Linked DNA regions of Mus musculus: regions 2 and 3 are each linked to region 1. The links are chromatin contacts, called in public Hi-C and HiChIP or PLAC-seq maps. All regions are on one chromosome and are shown on one strand. The core of a region is the stretch at or near the end of the contact, and the rest is flanking DNA. Distances in the headings are between cores, read along the strand shown.

Region 1 (4,327 bases), core at 949-3,448:
CATCTTTGTCCCCACCAGCCATAGGGTCGTGGTTGGGTGTGGTACTGAGCATAGAAGAGCTGAGGCTATCTCCTTGGTGGCTGGAAGGTTTCTCCACACCCCGACACCAGCAGCGGCAAGGGGTGAGGTACAAGTATATGAGGACCAGAACCACACTGAGGATACAGCCCACCAGGGTAGTGTAGGCTGTGTTGAGGGTGTCATGGTGTCCGTGCAAGGTGAAGTTATACACTTTCAACTCCACAGACAGTGTCTCGTTGAAAGTCTCCCCCATGGCGTAACAGGTATACACACCCCCATCCTCGACCTGCACCTTTTTAAAAAAAAGGTCGCCATTCCTCACGCTCACCGAGCCATTGGACCCCTGACTTAGCACCTGTTCATTGCTTGGGGACACCCACACTTTGGTCATGCCTTGCTGTTTGGTGTCACACCTGATGGTCAAGGTGTCTCCCAGGTGAGCCTCCCAGGCACTTTCCTTGTACTCGCTGCAATTGAAGAAATCCAGGCTGAAGATGTTGTGCAGCTTCTTGGAGTGCATGCAGTACAGGTCCTCCTGGAAGTCCATCACAGAGCTCAGCTGCCGGTACTGCCAGTGCGAAAAGAGCTGGTAGAGCTTGCAGTCGCACTCCAAGGGGTTGTTATGCAGGTATAGCCCATTCTTGACCCAGGCTGGCAATTTCTGCAGGTCAGTCAGGGGCAACTTCTTCAGCTTGTTGGAGGACAGATCCAAGAGCATCAGTTTGGGTAATTTGTTCCCATCCTTGATCAGTTCCACAGGAAAGCGAGAGATCTGATTCTGGCTTAAGTAGAGTTTCTGCAGCTGGGCCATGTCCTCAAAGGCATTCCGGTCCACCACCACAATGTGGTTATTGTAGAGCAACAGCACTTCCAGCGCCTGCAGGTCGCTGAACAGGAACTCATCCAGCGTGTGAAGATGGTTGGAGGAGAGGTCCAAGTACCTAAGGTTGGGTACGGGGACGAAGGCCTCGGAGGAGATGAAGTTCAGGTGGTTGTGGCTCAGCAGCAGGGAGTGCAGGTTGGTCAGCCGGGTGGGGGTCCACTCGGCCCGCAGCCTGCTCAAGTTGTTGTGGCTGAGGTCCAGCAGTGCTGTGTAGCTGGGCAAAGATTGGGGCACATTGGGCAGCTGCTGCTTGGAGCAGCTGAGGATGTTGCTGGCGCACAGGCAGTTGGCGGGACAACTAACCACAGATCGGCCGGCCCTGGCTACCTCAAAGAGAAGCAGGAACACGGAGAGCAGCAGGAGCCAGAGGCCTCGCAGGTCACGCTGGGGTTGCATAGTGTCACTGGGAAGAGCGAGGAAGGCCACAGGATCTGGGAGGGAGTCACCCCGGCATGTTCTGGTGGAGTATGGAAGGGTCACTTTCACTACAGGCTTGGGAGAAAGAGGATGGGTTTGTAGTCACCAAAGACTCAAGAGGGAAAGACCACCACTCCCACTTTCCTCTCCCACCCTTTGGTGAGCAGAGAGGGTAAGCTATCCCGGGTAGTTCCCAGGCACAGTGAGGCAGGCTGTGGGCTCAAAATACTAGGACATCAGAGGCATAGGCGCAAAGGCCCAGTGGGCTGGGGTCGCCGGTCTAGAGTGAGAGTGTACACAGCGTGTCCCCTGTGGTGGCAGTGGTGGGGTGTCACCAGGGATTGCAAGCTCTGGGTTTGGAGGCGGGGTCATCAGGGCCTTTCCCGAGGAACCCAGGGAAGGTCAACAGGGTACTAGGCTGAGAAGGGCCGAAGGTTCCCGGGGCCTGTGGCGCGGGTTCCCTCCCTAGACCCTCGGGTCACTGCACCTGCTCGGCGAGGATGCGTCTCAGCCCATGGCCAGTCCAGGAGCTCCGTCGCGGCCTCCCCCGTCCGCGCCTCCCCGGCCGGCCTGTCACAGCGCCCAGCGTACGTAGGGGCCCGCGCCCGGCGACATCGCCTGCGAGGAACTTGCTGGGTTCCGCGCTGTCCACCCGCGCCGCCGCCGCGCCCGGACCGCCGCGCCCGTCCACCCGAGCCCACCTGGCACGACTGCCGCCTCCGGAGCCACGGGCCAGGCGAGAAGCAGTGCGGCGAGCGGGAGACGCCGCGATCCCAGCCGAGGGAGCAGCGTGGGGGCAGCGAGCACCGCGCGCGCGCCCGCCCGCCCGCCGCCGCCCGCCGCCGCCGCCGCCGGAGCCTCCGGGCGCGTGCGCGCGGCGGGGGCGGGGCGCACGTGCGTGTGTTTGTCTCCGGCTCCCGGCGGACGCGCGGGCTGCCGGCTGCAGTCGGGGGTCATTTCCTCTGCCATCCCGGGCTGGGCCCAGAGCTAGCGAGCGTGGCCCCTCAAAGCGCCTCTCTTCCCTAGCCTCCCTTTCTCCATTCTCTTCATGCCCCAGTAACGTTCCTCCTACCCAAACCCCCTGTCGGGAAAAGTAAGTCTAAGAGTAGTGAGTTCGCTGGAACCAGTGAACTGACTCTGGGACAAGAAGCGGCACGCGTCTTTTAATTTTCCAAATTAAAGAAATCTGGCTCGCCTCCCGCTGTCAGTGTTGGCGGGAAATTCATTAGTCACGTTTTTTTTTTTTTTTTTTTTCGTTCCTTCTGCTTTCTCTGCGCAGCTGTGAAGTCACTAAAATTTGGGAGAAGAGCTTTATTTTGCTTTTTTGTTTTTGTTTTTGTTCTTCCCTCTCTACTTTTGATGTCACTAGTCTATACTTCTTGGAGTACCATAGAAGAACACAGCTGCTTAGCCTGCAAGCTTGCTAGTCACGACTGGGCTTGGGAGGCGTGTCCTTCCACAGACAACCCACCTTGCCTCCCCACTTCCCGTCCTATCCAGCTCTCCCATTTATCTTCTTCCCGAAGCAGTACCTGCACTTCCTGGTTGTCAGATCTTGATACTTTCTCTATTAATTCTCAAAGGTGAAGACCAGTGGTGGGCGTTGAGGTGTTTTCTGTAAGATGGTTTCTGTAAGATGGCCTCCCTAAGCACAAAGAAGCTGTTAATCAAAGTATGAAAATTGATGATTGGGGGCAAGGCCCAGGAATGACCAAGACCATGTCATCCAAGAATTCATTCTTGAGATACTGGGCACAGAGGGAGAAATTAGCAAGTTTTTCTTTCCAGTCTTTTACAGTAGCAAGACCACACCTGAAATTAACCTCTCAACAAATTAGCTTGCTAAGAGTTTAAAAAAGAAAAAAGCTAGATCTCTCCCATGTTTTACTGTGAATTTAAGTGACTGTATTATCTCTTCTAGGGGTATTAGCACATTAAACTTATGCATGATCTGGAAAGATTTTTTTTTTTCCTCTTTCCTGTTTAATCCAGGCATGGTGAAAAGTCGAGAAGGGTGAGTAGTCCTTTTTGGAGGAGAAGGAAAGAGGAATCAGGAAATCAATGGCTGTGAAACACAATTTCTGTTGGCTAGAGATGCTAGGGTATTTCTCAGTTACAGGCACATGCCACGTGGAAGCTCGGTCATCAGAAAACTTGACTGGGACGGGAGGGTCAGCTTTCACAGAGGGTCACATGAGTCCCTCAGATGGTTGGCTGTTGTTGTCAAGAAACCTCAATGACTCTCCAGGTCAGGTCTCAAGACTGCTTAAGTGCCCTGATGGAACAGCTTCTGGCAGGTGAGAGATCCAAGAGCCTGCAAGACAGAAGTCACAATGACCCAGCTCTTTCAAGTCTTGCTGCCATCTCCACTTTGTTCACAGAGACAGATCCTGATGGAAAGAGACCACACAAGGGCATGAATTCCAGTAGAAGAGGATTGCTGGGGGACCTCTTGAAGCTGTTATCATACACATGGTCTCTGAAGTTGCATCTTCCTTTCTTTCTTTCTTTCTTTCTTTCTTTCTTTCTTTCTTTCTTTCTTTCCTTTGGGTTTTTCTCGAGACAGGGTTTCTCTATGTAGGCTGTCCTGGAACTCACTCTGTAGACCAGGCTGGCCTCGAACTCAGAAATCCATCTGCCTCTGCCTCCCAAGTGCTGGGATTAAAGATGTGCACCACCACTGCCCAACGCATCTATTTTTTAATTTTGAAAATTTTTCAATCATACTGAAAGTATGCAATGAACGCCTATAAATCCACTATCCTTATTCAATAGCTGACAAGGAAATACTATCATTGTATTTTATGCAAATATCCCTGGAAAAAATGCATGTTCCCCCTACTCTGCTTTGCCCTCCCCTACATTTCCTTTAGACTCCAGCATTCTAGGCTCTCATCTAACTGTCTATCCTTCTATCTGTCTATCCGTCTATCCCATTCCTCTTTCTACTATGTTTGAAGGTAGGGAAAACAAGGTAACAAAAAGGAAAAGGGCCCTTTGAGCTGG
Region 2 (4,327 bases), core at 596-3,095, 130 kb before region 1:
AAGAGAAAACTGGCTTGAAGCGTTATGTATGGAAGACAAGACAGCATAGAAAGGGGGAGCTTAATAAACAGCCTTCAAAACATAGAGTCATCAATAATCAGGTTTCCATTTGCCACTGAAGAACGAACTGGAAAGGAGCAGCCTGTGACAAGGTGCATCCTAGAACCATTAGTTTCAGTGAAAAACTGGCCACCTTTTAACTAGCTGTCCAAAAGAGTAACAATTAAGTAAACTGTGTCAGTCTGACAATATGAGAATAGCGAGTGTACAAGACCCACTAGCAGCTACTGAGGGAACAAGAGCTTGTGCAGCCGCTTCTGCATTAACAGAAGTGGAAGAATGTGGGGGCCATCGCTTTATACCATCCACCCTGGAAGACTTCCCAGTCACTTTGACAACTAGGGCAGCAATGCTGGCAGCTGCCTACTCTAGACCAAGCTCTCTCTGTCACTCCATGCCATGCATTGCAGAGTCCTCACCTCATGGTGACCCTGAGGTGAGCACTGCTATCATCCTCCTTTAAAACTAATAGAAAGTCTTTGTATTGTGTTTTATAAAGATAAAGAGAGAAGGAATATGTTTGGTGTAGGTGCGGTAAGGTGTGGGGGGAAAAAGGGGTGCCTCTGCCGGCCCATGCTGAGGCATCCCTTCCCCCTGTATAGAATAGTTTATTCAGCACAAGGGAGGGGATCTGAGAGACCAGTAGAGAAAGAGAAAGGCAGAGAATGAGAGCAGAGGAGTAGAGGCCAGCCATGAGCATGTGGTGGTGGTGGTGGGGAATGGGGAGAGAGGGAGAGCGGGAAGAGAGGACAGAGCTAGAGCAAGAGAGAGGGGAATGGAGCAGCCCCTTTTATAGTGAGTCAGGCACACCTGGCTGTTGCCAGGTAACTGTGGGCGGAGCCTAGATAAAAATGCTAACACTTAGGAGGCTGCATGACTTGTTTGTTGTAGTAAATATCAATATTAATTGGTGGTTTCTATCCCACCTTCTATCTTTCAGTTCCTAGATAAAAGACACAACACTTTTGTATTTACAATAAGCCTCAGACAGCACTAGAGCTAGGTAGATATCAACCCTCTATGTTATTATGTCTACTTCCCTGCCAATAACCCCAAGATATGATATGATGGTTTGAATATGCTTGGCCCAGGGAGTGACACTATTTGGAGGTGTGGCCTTGTTGGAAGTGTGTCACACTGTGGGTGTGGGCTTTAAGGCCTTCATCCTAGCTGCCTGGAAGTCAGTCTTCTCTTGGCAGCCTTCAGATGAAGATATAGAACTCTCAGCTCTTTCTGCACCATGCCTGCCTGGATGCTGCCATGTTCCCACCTTGATGACAATGGACTGAACCTCTAAACCTGTAAGCCAGTCCCAAGTAAATGTTGTCCTTAGAAGACTTGCCTTGGTCATGGTGTCTGTTCACAGCAGTAAAACCCTAATTAAAACATATGAGTTGCTATGCTCTGCCTGGGCAGCTCTTACTCCAACTGACCAGCTCTCATGGCCTTTTTTTTTTTTTTTTTTTTTAAGATTCACCTACCCCCTCGCCTCTTCTCCTCTCCCCACCTCTCTCTCTCTCTTCCTTCTGTGGTCCTCTCCTCGACCCCATGCTGGGAACCAAAGCCCCGCCTTCTTCTGCCCAGCTCTAGGCTGTGGGCATCTTTATAGTTTTATAGGTTACACAGCATCACTTGGTTTTTGTGAGGATCTCCTCACCCCTAGGGGCAGCCAGACCTCGGGGCCAGTATTTAGCATTGCAATACATAGCAAGAGACCAAACTCAACACTTGTTCAAGGTTACTCTGCAAATGATAGTGCAGAGAGTCAACCCTTGGCCTGCCTGCCAGCTAAACCTTGGCAGCCCTTTGCTTTTCTGTGTTGCTTCCCAAGACAATACAGCTGCATGGTAGATAGAGCACTGGAGGGGAAAATCAGGGAGAACTGTAAACAAACTAAGATGACACTCTGCACGGTCACTCGTGCTTCCTGTTAGGATTTCCAAGTGTTTTATAAGGTGATGCAAAAAAAAAGATAAGCTAGTGAGGAAGGCGACACTGAGCAGGACTTCATTAGAGCAAGGACTCTTTTTTTTTTTTTTTTTAATTCTTTGAGTCAGGGTTTCTCTGTGTAGCCCTGGCTGTCCTGGAACTCACTTTGTAGACCAGGCTGGCCTTGAACTCAGAAATCTGCCTGCCTCTGTCTCCCAAGTGCTGGGATTAAAGGCATATGCCACCAATGCCCGACTTAGAGCAAGGATTCTTAAGTGCTAGAAACAGGTACTAAATTCAGTCTACAAAGTTTTAAATATATCTTTTCCTCTCCAAACAGGAGACTAGCTTTGATTATTTAGCTGCTGTTCTAATTACATAAACAATGGCACCGTCTATGGGCCTTTTTAATACCCAGACTCTATAATATACTGACAATCCATAAGAAACAAGGAAAACCACATGCTTGGTATAAAAACTCACAGAAGTCAAGGCATCCAGCCAAGCAGCTATTTGTTCACTCAACTAACACTCTGCCTGCCTACTCTGTATTAATAACTTGGCCAGCAGCTAGAGAGTCTCCAGTTAGTGCAGTGCCCAGCCTTCATGGGGCTTTGGCAATTCCAACATGTGACTGACTCCTTGGCCTACAGAAGTATTTGCTTATTTTAAGCCAGCATTGCTGTGCTCAATAGAGTGCTCTGGCTCCAGGCCCCTGGGCAGAGAAGTCAAAGATCACACCTGCTGGAGGAGGGAAGTGGGGTTGAAGCATTTCAGAGCCTCAGCATCAGTTCCCTGCACCTGGGCCAAGAGCAGCTGTAGAACAATCAAGTGAAGAAGAGTTACAGCCCAGCAGGGCTCCCAGAGGCCTCTGGCTCCTGTGGTGTTTCTAGAATGGGCTGCTGGGATTTTGTGATTCATTTAGGTCCCTTGGGAAGAGATGGGACAGAAATACAGGATAAAGACGATAATGACTTACTTTAGAGTGCTAGCAGCTCTGCATCCTGCTGAGGAATGGAGCCTACTATTCAAGTTGCAGAAGACACACCGATGTCATGACACATGTTCCCACCCTCATCACCTAGTGTGAACTGTAGTAACGAGGTTGACTGAAATAGGGTGATCTAAAAAGCTCCCTTCCTAGGCAGAAATGACCATGCACCATCATAAAAATAACCCATTTAGACTCCAAAACATTAAATAAAAGTTTGTTTGAAAATTTTTTTTAAAAAATCGATTCATAGCATATAGATGCAGAAAAACCACACTGCCTTTCTGTCAGTAAGAATCCATGAGATTCGCATGGGTACACGCGCCTGTAGCGCCAGCCTTTACCTGGTGTCATCAACCTCCTCTCCTTCCAGGTAAGTCCCTTCTCATTTTTTTCTTAAGGTTGCTACATTGTTATCCAAAAGTGGGCTGAGCACCATAGTCTGCTGGACTTCTAAGATCAAAATTAACTGTTGAAATATTGTGACAGTTAAGGCAGAACCTTTGTCGTTCCTGTGTGGTCAAATGTCCCTGGGACGTGTTATCTGTCTCACCTTCGATACAACTTGGACTGTCCAAAGCTCACAATTACCAGAGGCACTTGGAAAGTGGTCAGGACGAGAATAACCTGCAGGGGACAAAAGCATTCTGTTGATAAGAGATGATAGACAATGACGATAAGCTGCGTCTCAAAGACTGATGGTGACAGCTCTGCTTTCTAGAAACCTGTAATGCAACATAGCTGAAGTCTAGGAAGGGCCAAGGAACGTGGGTCCGTGAGGATCTGAAAGTTCCTGTCTCATCCCATCGCTTACACTTGAAGCAGTGAGTCGGAGATGCTCAAGTGCATATAATGAAGGAGCCATCTAATTTGTATCTATATAAGAAAAAAAATCTCCTTTTTCTGCCCCCCAGAGGTTAGCATTCCACATATGTTTGGGCATCTTCTCCTTCAGGTTGCTAGTTCTCTGTGTAATTCATTTTTGTGAACAATTATTTTCTATGCAAAAATATACATGAGAAAAAGAATCTAGATAAATTAGTACAGGCATCTAGAGTATCAAAAATCCACGTAATAAGAAATCCTAGCTAGGCACGGTGGTCCACACCTGTGATCCCAGCAGTAGGGGGCAGAGGTAGGAGGATCAGGAGGCGTTCAAGGCCAATTTAGCCATATTTAAAGCTAGCCTGGCTACTTAAGACTGTGTCTCTGGGGAAAAACAAAACAAAACACAACTTAGAGTTACCAAGGATCTTGGCTAAGTGAATAGATTATAGAAATTAGGGCATATGTCAAAATTGAGAAAAACTAATACACACTTAAGAAAACTCTACTGGGGAGTTTAAA
Region 3 (4,327 bases), core at 1,145-3,644, 120 kb after region 1:
TTAAAAACACAGATTTTGTTCTTATTGAACTTACATTTAAAATGATTGGCACCCCTTTCATGTTTTGTTACTTGTATTCTGTGTCCTGTCCCATGATGGTTTTCCACCATAGATTTTCTCTGTTAAGAATGACTAGGGCTGGGCTGGAGAGATGGCTCAGCGGTAAAGGACACTGCTGCCAAGCCTCACACCCTGGTTCAGTGCTTGGTTTACATTGTGGAAAGTGAAAGCAGATTCTTGAAAATTGTCCTCCAGGAATATGCACCAGGGCATGTGCATATGTGCGCATGCTCAAAATGTTAAAAGAGTAGTATGTAGGCCTGGAGTGTGTGACTGGCTGTGCACTGTGGAGCCGTGACACCTGGCCTTAGCTGTAGTCCTGATCTGTGTGACCATGGGCAAGGTACTTCCTTCTTTGTGCCGCCAGATTCTTACCCATAATGCTTTCCTCATGCTGGATTGGATTTAAAGCATTAGGTAAGATTCTAGTAAGCTTTAGCTTTGGTTTGCTCAAGGCTTGAGATTCTCACACTAACCTACATGTCCATAAGAGAGAATTGCCAGGTTTGAGATGTCAATTTCACTTGATAGGATGAAGCAAAGCCCTTCCCTTGCTTGCCTGCCCTCTGCCTTGACAGACCTCTCATCCGGTCTCCCTGTCAGCCCTTCCAAGTGACCTGCTTGGAGGCTGCTGAGTGTGGACCCCTCTTGAGGAAGGCAGCACCTTACCACCGTCCAAAGGCTGACCTTGAACTCGTTATGTAGTCCTTGCTGGGGCGGGAACTCCTTCTCATTTGCTGGGTTGAGATTGGTGGTGGGGACTTTTAAAATCAATGCTTTAAAATGCCCCAAATGGTGTGTGCAAACAGCAGAAGAACCTTCCCCTTGTGGCCCTCGGCCTAGCACATTGTGAAGTCTACACCTAGGCACTACAACTGTAAATCCTAGCCAAGTAGACAGCAACCTGGGCTGCTCTGCGGCGCCCCCTCCTGGGGAGCCAGAGAGGAGCAGGTGGGGACATTTCTTGTGCTCATCCAAACCTTGTCACACTATTACCTCCTGGGTGAATTTATTAAAGGAAAGTCCAATAGAACATTTAAACATTAACTCATGTTTATCCTAATGTTCAATAGTTCACTTTGTTTTCTATATGGGAGCAAAGCCCCTCAACTTGACCTTGCCTGGTCGATGACTTAGGGTAGGTGGTCTCTGCAGCTAGAAGCCACGGGGCTCCTGTAGCATCTGGAGTTAGGAGTGACCCCGGTCCCTAGTTCTGGATGTAAATCTGTGGAGTAGGCTTTCAAAGGCTCAAAGATGGCTGGGAAGCTAGAACTTTGGAGGCTGTAAAATAAGAAAAGAGGAGAAACTGAAACTAACAAATGTTTAAAGAAATGCCTTCAAAACCTAGCATGTCAACTTCAATATTTGTTAATTTTAGTATCCCTACAAATGTCATTATATTTGGAAACAATTTGTAAACTGCATTTGGCAAACGCTCCAGAATCCGCAGCATGACTGTAGCCATAGCCAGTTCTAAACTAAAGGAGTTACTCAGTCGGGTAACTTCAAAAGCGGCTTCCAAAGCAAGTCAAAGGGGCCCCTTTAAACCAAAGACGAGTTACATCGAATGAGGATGTGTGTGCGTTTGAATGTTGGTTACTCTTGGAGGGGAGCGTCCTCAGAATCAGATGCTGGGTCTGCACAGAGCTCAGGAGAGCCCTACCCTCCGCCCCGCCCGCTTCCAGATAAGATTGGTTCAGCCTCAGGTCCAGCCTTCAGATTGGTTCTTCTTCCTGGTTGGACAAGCTGAGCAGAACTGCTGTCTCTGCTGCAGTGCAGCCTGGCTCCTGTCAGCAAAGCAGCCACATGGAGGGTTAGATGTCCAACTCCACTTCGCTCCTGAAAAACTGGCCTGGTTGTGAGCCTCTTGGCTGGGCAAGTCAGCCCTGAAACATACAAACAGGTAGAGGAGTAAAGTCCTGCCTACCCCAACCTGGGATCCTGAGGAAATGAGGGGACTAGGGTGTGTTTATAGCACCCTGAACACAGAGGTCCAAGTTCTTTCTGTGTGAGTGTGTGCAATGTACTAAGGGCTGCTTTGCATGTCAGCCGGCATCATATTCCCACTCTTTCATTTTGATGCGGAGGTGCTTTCTCTATCCCAAGCTTGCTTGACTCACTCCGTAGCCCTGGCTGGCTTTGAATTAACAGCAGTCATTCTGCCTCACTCGGCGTAAGTACTGAGATTGCAGGCATTCACCTCCAAGTCTGGCATTCTCCTGCCCCCAAAGAGAAACACCAGGTTCAGTGAGGTTGAGGAAGTACAGAGCTGACCCCTCAGCCACTCTACTGTGGCCCTTAACGTCTGTATCTGGTTGAGGGCAGAAGTTGTCTCTGAGAAGGGACAATGTCCTGCCTCTTCCTGGCAGGAGTGAGCTAGATGTGGCTGATAGCTGTGGGAGTGGAGAAGAGCATTTAGAAAGGCAGTTAAGAGCTGTAGTTAAGCTGGGTGGTGGCAGCCCATGCCTTTAGGCTCAGCACTTGGGAGGCAGAGGCAGGGGCAGAGGTGGGGGGGGGGGGGAGGGGCAGAGAGGCAGAGAGGCAGAGAGGCAGAGAGGCAGAGGGATCTCTGAGTTTAAGGTCAGTCTGATCTACAGAGCAATTTCCAGGACAGCCAAGGCTATGCAGAGAAACTCTGTCTTTAAAAAAACCAAAGCTAACTAACCAAACAAAAATCTGTAGTTAATGGCTGGAGGGCTGGCTAAGTGGTTAATAACACTGGCAGTTCTTCCAGACACTCTCCAACACCAACGTGGCAGCTCACAATTGTCTGCAACTCCAGTTGTAGGAGATCCAACTTCTGACCTCGGTAGGAATATGGTGCGCAGACATCCATGTAAGCAGAACACCCATGCACATAAAATAAAAATAATGAGTACAACTAAAAAGGAAGATCAGTGGTTAGGGCCTAGGGGGGTAACAGGTAACAGCTGGTATAGCACTTGCCTCTCAAGTACAAAGACCTAAGATCAGTTCCCAGAATCCCAGAGCTGGGGAGGTGCGGGCAGGAGGCTCACTGGGGATCGCTGGCCAGCTAGTCTAGCCTAATTGTCTCAAATGAGGTAGACAATGTTCTAGAGAATTATATCTGAGATTGTCTACTGACCTTTAACGTGTGTGTGTGTGTGTTTTAAGATTTATTTATTTATTATATGTAAGTACACTGTAGCTGTCTTCAGACACTCCAGAAGAAGGCATCAGATTTCGTTACAGATGGTTGTGAGCCACCATGTAGTTGCTGGGATTTGAACTTGGGACCTTCGGAAGAGCAGTCGGCGCTCTTAACCACTGAGCCATCTCACTAGCCTATGTGTGTGTTTTAAAAAAACAGGGCTGTGCCGGGCAGTGGTGGCGCACGCCTTTAATCCCAGCACTTGGGAGGCAGAGGCAGGTGGATTTCTGAGTTCAAGGCCAGCCTGGTCTACAGAGTGAGTTCCAGGACAGCCAGGGCTACACAGAGAAACTCTGTCTCGAAAAACAAAACAAAACAAAATAAACAAACAAAAAACAGGGCTGTATAAGTAGCCATAGTGTCATGATTGGCTGGCACAGTCTGACAAAAGATTGAGAGCATGCATGCTGAGAGGTGGGGACAAGTCCAAATCTCTCTAGGCAAGAGAACGAAAGCTCAGAGTCCATAACTTTTTCTGAGAGCTCATGTTAATAAGTGACAGTGTGTCAGAGTGTGTTAACGTTGTCACTGGGGCAGAAACCTGGGGTAACTTAAAAGAAGGAGAAGTTTATCTTGGCTCACATTCAGAGGCCTGCATCCGTGTCCACTTGCTCCTTTCGCTATGGACTGGTGACAGCACAGCACTCAGTAGAGGGAGCATGTGATGGAGAAGGTCCCTTTACCTCCTGGAGACCAGGAGGCATCACACAGGGTCCTAATATCCTCCTCAAAGGCAAGGTACCAACTTCTCTAACTCCGGGGCCTCCACTAAGGGCACTCTTTTTTTCAACATAATATTTTTATTATTATTTGGAAATTTCATTTCATGCACCCTGATCACACTCACTTCCCAGTCGTTCCAGCACCCCTCTCCCCCATACTTGTGGTCCCTCCCAAAAAGAAGAAAAAGGAAGGGGAGAGGTCAGGGGAGCGGGAGGGGAGGTGAGGAGGAGGAGGAGGAGGAGGAGGAGGAGGAGGAGGAGGAACAGCAGCAGCAGCAGCAGTGTCACACTCCCAGTAGCCATCCCCATAAAGAAAACTTCCCCACCCCACCCCTGCAGAAGCCATCAACTGTGGAGAGCCACACTTTAACAT

The links. Hi-C and Micro-C count contacts between places; a contact is called where the count stands out from the background. HiChIP or PLAC-seq counts read pairs in DNA pulled down with a chosen protein or histone mark.
Region 2: a Hi-C map of liver shows a contact between it and region 1, with 2.3 times the contacts expected there. The contact joins the enhancer-like site here to the promoter of Amigo1 in region 1. A contact is called at or near these places in 1 of 484 Hi-C or Micro-C datasets (liver) and 1 of 9 other capture datasets (liver).
Region 3: an H3K4me3 HiChIP or PLAC-seq map of intestinal villus epithelium shows a contact between it and region 1, with 5 read pairs. The contact joins the enhancer-like site here to the promoter of Amigo1 in region 1. A contact is called at or near these places in 3 of 39 promoter capture datasets (HPC-7-derived erythroid cells, liver and neutrophils), 1 of 484 Hi-C or Micro-C datasets (muscle stem cells), 1 of 115 datasets of contacts at active chromatin or transcription factors (intestinal villus epithelium) and 3 of 9 other capture datasets (adipose tissue, liver and pancreatic islet).

What each region holds. Positions count from the first base shown.
Region 1 is chr3:108,184,160-108,188,486 of GRCm38.p6, reverse strand. It overlaps Amigo1 (adhesion molecule with Ig like domain 1), which reads right to left and starts at 2,198. Exons shown (of 2, transcript NM_146137.3): 1 at 1,809-2,198; 2 at 1-1,396. The coding sequence starts at 1,300.
Region 2 is chr3:108,309,424-108,313,750 of GRCm38.p6, reverse strand. It overlaps Sort1 (sortilin 1), which reads right to left. Exons shown (of 20, transcript NM_019972.3): 3 at 3,534-3,607. Among named protein-coding and RNA genes, the nearest start is that of Sort1, 28 kb to the right of the region's middle. Within about 2 kb of position 1,845, at least 26 of the 459 cell types and tissues checked have an H3K27ac peak or open chromatin away from gene starts, as enhancers often do. A contact at or near this core is called in liver, where this site is marked.
Region 3 is chr3:108,067,143-108,071,469 of GRCm38.p6, reverse strand. No RefSeq gene overlaps it. Among named protein-coding and RNA genes, the nearest start is that of Gm12500, 17 kb to the left of the region's middle. Within about 2 kb of position 2,394, at least 67 of the 459 cell types and tissues checked have an H3K27ac peak or open chromatin away from gene starts, as enhancers often do. A contact at or near this core is called in intestinal villus epithelium, liver, muscle stem cells and 1 more, where this site is marked.